2 separate regions of the Oryctolagus cuniculus genome follow, and region 1 is linked to region 2. Evidence: chromatin contacts called from public Micro-C data. All regions are on one chromosome and are shown on one strand. Each heading gives the region's core, a stretch centred on a gene start, on an enhancer-like site or on the middle of the called end of the contact. The rest is flanking DNA. Distances are from core to core; before and after follow the strand shown.

What was found. A called contact is a pair of places that touch in the nucleus more often than the background predicts.
Region 1: a contact with region 2 is called in a Micro-C map of ear pinna, with 5 times the contacts expected there. The contact joins the enhancer-like site here to the promoter of KIAA0319L in region 2. A contact is called at or near these places in 3 of 6 Hi-C or Micro-C datasets (ear pinna, embryonic fibroblasts and an unstated tissue).

What each region holds. Positions count from the first base shown.
Region 1 is chr7:137,142,543-137,147,103 of mOryCun1.1, reverse strand. It overlaps KIAA0319L (KIAA0319 like), which reads right to left. Exons shown (of 21, transcript XM_051832163.2): 7 at 1,628-1,715. Among named protein-coding and RNA genes, the nearest start is that of KIAA0319L, 86 kb to the right of the region's middle. Within about 2 kb of position 1,358, at least 1 of the 8 cell types and tissues checked has an H3K27ac peak or open chromatin away from gene starts, as enhancers often do.
Region 2 is chr7:137,056,363-137,060,888 of mOryCun1.1, reverse strand. KIAA0319L (KIAA0319 like) reads right to left here and starts at 2,022. Exons shown (of 21, transcript XM_051832163.2): 1 at 1,886-2,022. NCDN (neurochondrin) reads left to right here and starts at 2,082. Exons shown (of 7, transcript XM_051832167.2): 1 at 2,082-2,221; 2 at 3,399-3,539. The coding sequence starts at 3,417.

The DNA.
Region 1 (4,561 bases), core at 109-2,608, 87 kb before region 2:
AGCAGCAAGTGACTACTTTGGGGCAAGTCTGCCTGGAGCAGGACAACACACAAGCTTTGTGTGATACAGGCCTTGGCAAGCAAACCATCCCTTGGCACAGACTGTGGTGGAAAGCTCAGCCATCACTGAGCTGTGTGTGGGGTTGCCATAGCTAAGTGATAGGAAGGTTACAAACCACTCTGGTCCACCCAAAAGACTGAGCTACAAACCCAATGACTTTGTCCTTGAGGAATGTCAAATGGTGTTCATTTTATTACATTTCTTTAAAAGATTCACTTATTTATTTGAAAGGCAGAGTTAGAGAGGGGAGAGAGAGAGAGAGAGATGAGAGAGAGAGAGATCGTCCATCCATCTGTTCACTCCCAAAATGGCCACAATGGCCAGGGCTGGGTCAGGCTGAAGCCAGGAGCCTAGAACTCCATCTGGGTCTCCCATGTGGGTGGCAGGGGCCCAAGCATTTGGGCCATCATTCACTGCTTTCCCTGGCACATTAGCAGGGAACTGGATTGGAAATGGAGCAGCCAAGACTTGAAGCAGCACTCATATGTGAAGTCAGCTTGACAGGCAGCAGCCTAACCCACTGTGCCACTGTGCTACTGGCACAGTGATGCCCCAGTGCTAATACATTTTAAAGGAGGTGAAATGATTACTTTGGCTACAAAGTTTAGGAAATGAAAAGAGAATCAAGTACCAACAAAGATAAAAAACAGTATTGGGGGACCAGCACTGTGGTGTAGCAGATAAAGCCTCAGCCTACAGTGCCAGCATCCCACATGGGTACTGGTTCAAGTCCCGGCTGCTCCACTTACAATCCAGCTCTCTGCTGTAGCCTGAGAAAGCAGTGGAAGATGGCCCAAGTCCTTGGGCCCCTGAACCCACGTGGGAGACCTAGAAGAAGCTCCTGGCTCCTGGCTTCGGATTGGCACAGCTCTGGCCATTGCAGCCATCTAGGGAGGGAACCAGCAGATGGAAGACCTCTCTTTCTCTCTCTGCCTCTCTGTAATTTTGCCTTTCAAATAAATAAATATCAAAAAAAAAAAAAAACAGTATTAGGAATTTCTACCAGTGTAAGTGCCACTCTTCAACTTCTCCCAAATTTCTCTGAAAATCCAAAACAAGACACCTTGCTACTACACTGTGACCTACCCACAGTGGCTCATTTAAAAAGAATGACAGGATTTGGTTTCCAAGGTGGAAGGGACGGTAGGGTTTCAATGAGGAACTCTGGAAGATCAGAAAGGACCTATCACTTGGCTGGCTCTCCTGCATGTTTCTCCAAGGCTTCTGGTTTCTTCCTATCTCTTAATTACAGCACATGGTGCGCTCTCAGCTTGGCCCACTTGGGGGAGTAGTTCTCAGGGAGACAGGCTATTGCTCAGGCCACACTGCTCTGTGGGCTGCCTAACTAATGCTCCCCTGCCAAGCCCACTGTTCCCATTAGAACACTTGGAACAAAGTACATATCTTGCTACTATAATCTTTTGCTACACTGAACTAGGAATTGCTCGATAAATTTAATATGTACAAAAAAAGATTGGGAATTAAAAACCCCGAAGTCAAATCTTCATCTCCTTGGGAGGCCTGCAGAGGGAGCAATGGAGACATAGCTGGAGCTGGCAACACATACCTGGCTCTACAGTCACATTCACATAGCCTTCCCCGTGGGCATTTTGACCATCTACAATCACTTTAAATTCATACAGGCCGGGAGTGAGCTGTGGAAGCAAGAGAAAACCTGTTAGCCACAAAACGTAGCAATTACATTGAATACATACATCTGAGTTTTCCCAGGCTTAACCTTTCATTCTTTTGCTCTGCTTCTGAAATGGAAAAAAGTATAAACTAGCTAAGGAAATGAAACAATAAATTAAACTAAAACAACAAACAAACAAACAAAAAAACAGAGCTTTTAATGTGCATCTTATTACTAGCTGACTCCGGAACAGAAGGGATTTCAATATCTCTGTACTCCCATTTTCTTTTCAGAAGAACATTAAGGGCCCAAACAGCCTACTTCACAGAGTTATGAAATTAAAATAATCAGTTCCTCAAAGAAAAACATTTTGTAAAAATAACAAATAATTCCCCACTATCACCATTTTCACTAACTGCATAAATGGGGAAAAAAAAAATAAAATCACCCACTATCGCACTATATTATAACACATCAATCCATTATATTCCTCTATTTTCTTCCTATCCTGACTACATACAAAAAGTAGCTCATTTGTTCAACAAACATTTGTTGAGACCCAATCATGTACCAGTCACTACCCCAGACTTTGGGTTGGCAGAGCAACAAGGTAAGATCTCTACCACCTTCGAAGAGCTCATACTTCAGTGGTATTCAAGGTCAAGCTAAAATGAAAGTATCAAACTTTTCAATGCTATTCCTCCCATTCATTTAGTATGAACACTTTCCCCATTTTGTCACACAATCTTTTTAATATGCCTTTTAATGACTGCAGAATAGCCCATGAATAAATGTGTCCTAATTCACATATGCATTCTACATTGTTGGATACCTGAGTTCTTTCCACTTTTTTACTATTATGACTAATACTGTAGTGAACATCTTCCAGGAGGATGTGGTTTTTTCTTGAAGATTACCTTCTTTGAGTAAATACTAATTGATGCAGGTAGCATTTTTCATTACTTCCATCTCCTTTTAATGCTTTCCTGCTGGGTTTTACCTCTCTGCCATACTCATTTCCTTCTGCTTCCTCACTCTCTACCCTTAGGATGACAGTGTACCCAGGATTCTATCCTCAGTCTCCTTCACTCTACACTCTCCTCCGTAGGTCTTATCTATAACTATGGCTTCAATTATCATCTGTTTGGGGTTGACATGCAAATTTATCTCTCTTGCTCAGAGCTGTCTCCTGATCCCTAGCCCCTCACCCCCAGCTACTAAATGGATAACTCCACTCAAATGTTTCACAGGTACCTCAAACTCATCCTGTCCAAAAATGAACTCATCATCTGCAAACCTCCCCCAAAGCTGTTCCCTCTTCTATGCTCCTCGTTTCAGGAAACATCCATGCAGGTACCCAACCAAAAGGCTAGGGTTATCCCAGACCTCCCTCCCCAACACCTCCATCCAACTCACTGATCATTACATTTTATCCAGCTGCCCTCCATTTTACTGCTCACATCCACTCACTTGTCTCCAGCCACACTGCCATCACCTTGGTTCTCAACCACTCCTCACAGCAGTTATTAAAATGAGTTCTGGGCCGGTGCCGCGGCTCACTAGGCTAATCCTCCGCCTTGTGGCGCCGGCACACCGGGTTCTAGTCCCGGTCAGGGCGCCAGATTCTGTCCCGGTTGCCCCTCTTCCAGGCCAGCTCTCTGCTGTGGCCCGGGAAGGCAGTGGTGGATGGCCCAGGTCCTTGGGCCCTGCACCCCATGGGAGACCAGGATAAGTACCTGGCTCCTGCCATTGGATCAGCATGGTGCGCCGGCTGCAGCTCGCCAGCCGTGGCGGCCATTGGAGGGTGAACCAACGGCAAAAGGAAGACCTTTCTGTCTCTCTCACTGTCCACTCTGCCTGTCAAAAAAAAAAAAAAAAAAAAAAAAAAGAGAGAGTTCTGGAGATAGAAAGCTCTATATAGCCCCAAACAACCATTTAATAGCTTAGTGAACTCTGGCCAAATCACTTCAGTTTTCCAACTTTTCATTTTGTCACTTGTAAAGGAAATATTAATACCCACATCTTGGGGGTTTTATGAAGTTCTTTTTAGCTGCATAAAATACTTACATCACATCTGGCACATGGCATGAACTCAACAGATGATTTTACATTTCTATTTTACTTCTGTTGTTTTACTCAGGCTACTATCATTTTGCACTCAAATTTTCAACAGATTCCTTACTGGTCTCCCTATTTATGTCCTCCACTCTTCAATCAGGATGGATCTTTCTGAACTAGAAATCTGAACATGTCTTTCTTCTATACAGAATCTTTCCAACGCTATTTCCTCTGGATAAGATTCAAAGTACTTAATCCTACTTACAAGGTTCTGCTCGATCTGGCCCCTGCATCTCTCCAACTTACTTGAGCCGTGGGTCTTCTGAAAACTTAGGGCTCAGTCAAGCTGAACCACACACATACCATTCCTTCCTCCACACTTTCTCTCTCATTTTTGACCCAGTGGAGATGTTGATTCTGTTTGAGATATTATCCCTCCACGCAGTAAATTAACCACCTTTTATTGCCCGAGTAGGCAAACTTGAAAAAATCTACTCTAGTACCCCAGGACTTCAATACTCCTGCACTGACCTGTTATACTCACCTGCTTCCCACCAGTAGCACCTACAAGACTCTATTGTCCTTGAACATTAAGCTTATGATTAACTCACTGGTAAATCACCAATGCCTACCACTTAGCCTGTGCACAATGAACAGTTGCTGAATCAATGAGACTGCTGGGCCAAAGAATATGATCATTTTTATGGCTCTTAATAACTACAATGAATCTCAAAAGGAGTGAGCCAAAGTACAGTCATGTGGCCACAAATAACCTAGTTCATCTCCCAAATTCTAAAATCCTTATGTTAC
Region 2 (4,526 bases), core at 773-3,272:
GACCCGTTCAAGAGATCATGAAATGGAGCTGAGTTAGAAAGTACACCCAGCAACTTCTCCACTCTCCCAAGAGAGAATGGGGGAGTGTGCCCGTGTGTATGTATCTTACCCAACACACATTACTGCCTACCACAGGATTTAAAACTCAAGGTGACTCAACACCTGTCATCAATAGCCTGGCAGGTAGGAGGGCAACGCAGAAAAGAAGTGGATAGGTTTTGAAAACAGGCGTAATAAACACCATTGGACTAGCAAGCTGATTACAAGGGCAATGTCTTACAAATGGTGCATAAGAACAGCAGCTAATATCATGGGAACTCCCAGTCATTCCTCTGAAACCTGCAATTGCCGAAGGGCACAAATCCCTGCTAGGGTCCAGGCAAAGGCTTGCTGACCAGAAGCAGGAACAACACCACACCACCAAGATCCAAACAGTTTGTTATCAAATCAAAGGGTAACAACCCAGGGAGAGAACACACACCCCCACAACACTTGACAAATGAAAATCTCAAAGCTCCCGATGGTTCTGGCATTTAGGGCGTTACAAGTACACCCGAAATAAAAGCACTCTCTGTTGCAGCAGCTGTTCAGACAGAGCAGGGGGTAATGTTTACTTAATACTTCAGGTTGATGGGGGATGTATCATAGTTCAGTCTGTCAGCTACATACGTGGAACTCCATTTATGTACACAGCGATAAGATATGTTTGAATAACGACAGCGCACGTCTGAAACAGCCTATTTAGCTGGTATGAGTAATCAAGAATAAAGCTTTAAAGAAAAAAGTCTCGGATATTTGGGAAAGTCACAGAACAGACTGCCATGAATAGCTTTGCTTATATTTGCAGACATTGTTTTCCAAATAGCTGGAAAAATGAACAGATTGTTCTGGGAGGTTGTCTTTCCAGTTTGTTCCTAGTTTCCAGACTGTTCGTCACACAAGAAAGCACAAGGCGAGTCGGCTAATGCTCTTCACCAATTGCATCTACGGTCGGCTGGGCACAACCACCCCTAAGTGAGAGCAGACAAAGCATTCCTAGCGCCACGCCTGAGGTTTTCCATTTGGCTTCCCTCATGTCACCTCTGTGCTCACTGCAGCCGCATCAGAACCCTCGGAGGGGCATCGTTTACAAAAGCCTCAATGAGGCAGGTTTCGCATCAGATGTTCCACATTGTGCTCAATATCCCCCCGCACACGCCCTTATTCTGCATCAACTTCTATATCGGGGGCGGGGGATGGGGGGTGGGAAGTGGGAGGGAGACCCAACACCAGGGACGGTAGCTCAGGGCCAGGCTGCAGAGGTCGAAGGTGGACGAGCCCGACTGTTTGAAAAGAGACGGAGGGAGCTGCATGATCAGGCCCGGACACGAAAGAGTCGGGCTCCTGCCGGGGACCCAAGCTCCGCGCCTGCAAGGCCAGAAACAGCAGGCTGCTCTGCCCGAGCCAGGAGCGCCACCTCCGGGTCCCAACACCCGGCCAGCGCACCCCCAGACATCGCCCGTCCCGCCTGCCCTCCCCTGAGCTCATGGTCCTCGGCCCGGCAGCTAGCCGCCCCCGGCCACCTACCGGGGCTCACGGCCACATAGCGGGGCCCCGGCTCTCGGCGGCCTCCGCCTCCTTCCGGTCCATGGGCTCGGGGCCCCCAACCTTCGCTCCCCTCACCCCGAGAAGGAGGAAGAGGATGAAACCAGTGCGGCCTCCCCACCCGGACAGCTCCCTCTCGCCTCAGCCTCCCTGGACAGCGACGGAGGCCGGAAACGCAGCCTCCTCCCACCTTGCCGGGCTCAACCCGGAAGCACACCCTTCCATGCCCACCCCCGGAAGCGCAATTCAGCCGCGAGCCGGAGGGGAGGAGGGGCTGTCTAGAAGGGATAAGATTACGCACAGACGAAGGACTCTGGGCCCCCAGACTCTCGCCTCCCGCTCTCCAAAGGAAGTCTACACCCTGGTCCTTTGCACGAGCCCCAAGTCCCAGACTCGGGCAATACCCACAAGCAAGATGGCGGTCACGGCGGCTGCCCCTGCGGCTTAGCGCCCAGCCGTGCCATTGGCCAGCGCCCGGAGTGAAGCGGCCACGGATTGGTCGAGAGCGCTGCGGGGGTGGGGGTGGAGCTGCAGCAGCCCGGAGCCCGGAGTGGGCAACGCGGCGTGAGCAGCGGCCCCAGGCTCCTGGAGCATCGCGCCCGGAGGAGACTTCGCTGCTGCTCGGGGCCGCAGCCTGGTGAGCTCAGCCCCCTTCAGACCCTCCCGTGCATCCCAGCCAGAGCCTCTCGGAGCCGGCGCTGATCGATGCCGACACACCCTGGGGACCCTATCGCGACTCCATCGCGCCATATCGCGACATCATCGTGCCCTGTCAAGACTCCATTTTGTCACAGCCCTTTTCAGTATATATCTTTCTAAAAATAATTTGCCCTGTCATCTTCGGGGGCTGCCCCCCCATGTCGTGATTTTTGCTGTGATCTCTCCGTGACATCACCGCGCCATCGTGAAGTGTGATCTCATCGCTGCTCTGTCGTGACTTCATCAATGTCGTGTTGTGACCTGGCTGCGGCGGGACAGGTGGTGACCGCCAGGAACCCTCCTCCCTCCTCATCTCCCCATCTCAGCAGCCCCGCTTTGATTATCCGGCTCTTGGATTCTCTGTTGTCCCGGGAGCTACCTGGGACCCCTCCTTGCTTCTCCAGCCCCTGCCGGCACCCACAGGCTGGGAGTGGGATGGGGAGGGCGGGCAAGGGGTTAATTCTGCCGCTTCTGCTGCTTCTGCCGCTGCCGCCGCCGCCGCCGCCGCTGCTGCTGCTGCAGCCTCTGCCCGAGGGAGGGAAAGGAGAGGAGGCAAGGAGCCTGCGGGGGCGGCTGAGAGTTCTGGCTGGAGGGGTGGGGTCCCCGGAGGGGCCCCCAAGCCTTCCCTGCTGAGACCTCATATTCTCACTGTTGCTGAAGCCCAGGGCGCCCTTTCCCGACCCCCCACCCCACCGTGTCAGCCTGAGGCCGGATAATCCAACTTCTCGTGAACCATCTGTGTCTCCATTCCTTCCTGTCTGTCCTCCCCGCTCATTCCCTGTGTGCCTCTGCCGAACCTGGCCTCTGGTGCCAGGGGCCAGCCCCCTCCCACCCCAGGAGACTAGTGAGGAGAGCTGTCCAGCTTAACAGCTCTTCTCTCCCACTTCCTGTAGGTGACCTTGGACCTGGGTCCCTTCTTCATCCCTAGAGATTTGCAGGTCCAGCCCCCTAGAAGAGCTCCCCTAAGGAGGGGTCAGTCCTGAGGAAGCCACCCCTCCAGATCCTCCCCTCCCCTCCCTCTGTGCTAATCCCTCCCTGCATCCTCCACTCCCACCCCCACCCCCACCTCCGCCCCTCCTCTGCAGAGGGATGCTCAGTCCCTCTTGTGTTCACAGTTGGGCAAGGCGGGCATCATGGCCTCGGATTGTGAGCCAGCTCTGAACCAGGCAGAGAGCCGAAACCCCACCCTGGAGCGCTACCTGGGAGCCCTCCGTGAGGCCAAGAATGACAGCGAGCAGTTTGCAGCCCTGCTGCTAGTAAGGAACTGGCTGAAATTGGGAGGTGGGAAGGGCTGGGTGGTTGGGCCCCCAAGGAATGGGGTCAGTGAGTCCCCAGGGATATGCAGGTGGTGCTGGCAGCCCTGGAGGCAGCAAAGAAGGCCCAAGACCCCTATCTTGTACTTTATTCTTTTCTTGTTTTTACTTCCCCGAGGATGTGCGCAGAAGGGATAAAGGGGGTGAATAAAGCAGTGGCAGCACTGGGGGCCTTGGAGGAGGCTGCCTGGATCTGCTTTCCGGGGCGTCCCAGAGCAGATGGGAGCTGACTCATAGGGTAACAGCAGCAGGTAGTAATGTGCAGAGTTTTCGAGGGCTGGGGATGGTTGTTCTGGAGAGTCACAGGACTGGAGGTGACTGGGGAGGGGTCCCAGGGGATGGTCAGGACAGCAGAAGGTAGGTTAAGGTAAGGGAGTGGGTTCAGAGCTCAGCCTATTGGAGGAACCCAGGCTGGGGACAGCAGAGCAAGAGCTGCAGTGCTGGGGGGGGGGGTGTTGATGTGGGGGGGTGCAGGGAGGAGGGAGTACAGCCGCTGCTTGTTTGCCATGGCAACAGGGAGAAGGCTCTGGAGTCAAGGGCTCACACTGCAGCAGAGGAGGTGTTTAGGTGAAATGTAAGGGGAAATGTTTTGACAGGCAGAGCGGCAAGACACAGGAGCCATTTCCCCCGAGAAGGTGGCGGAAACAGCTCAGAGACTTCTCTGGAGGGAGCAGTTAGGGAAAGACCCCAAATCTTTGGGGGACTTGAAATACTGACTTCTGAGCCCCTTCCAGCCCAGTCTGTGGGCATCTAGATGAGGCTTCCGAAGAACTGCACGGGCCAGGTGGTGAAATGCCCAAGTGAGTGGCTGAAGAGGGTTAGACCCTTCCTCCCCTGGCATAATCCTAGCTGAAAGGGCTCTCAGAGGTCACCCCTGTCCCTCCAAGGAGAAAGGGGAGCTGGAGGAGATGACCCCAGAGTGAGTTCCGT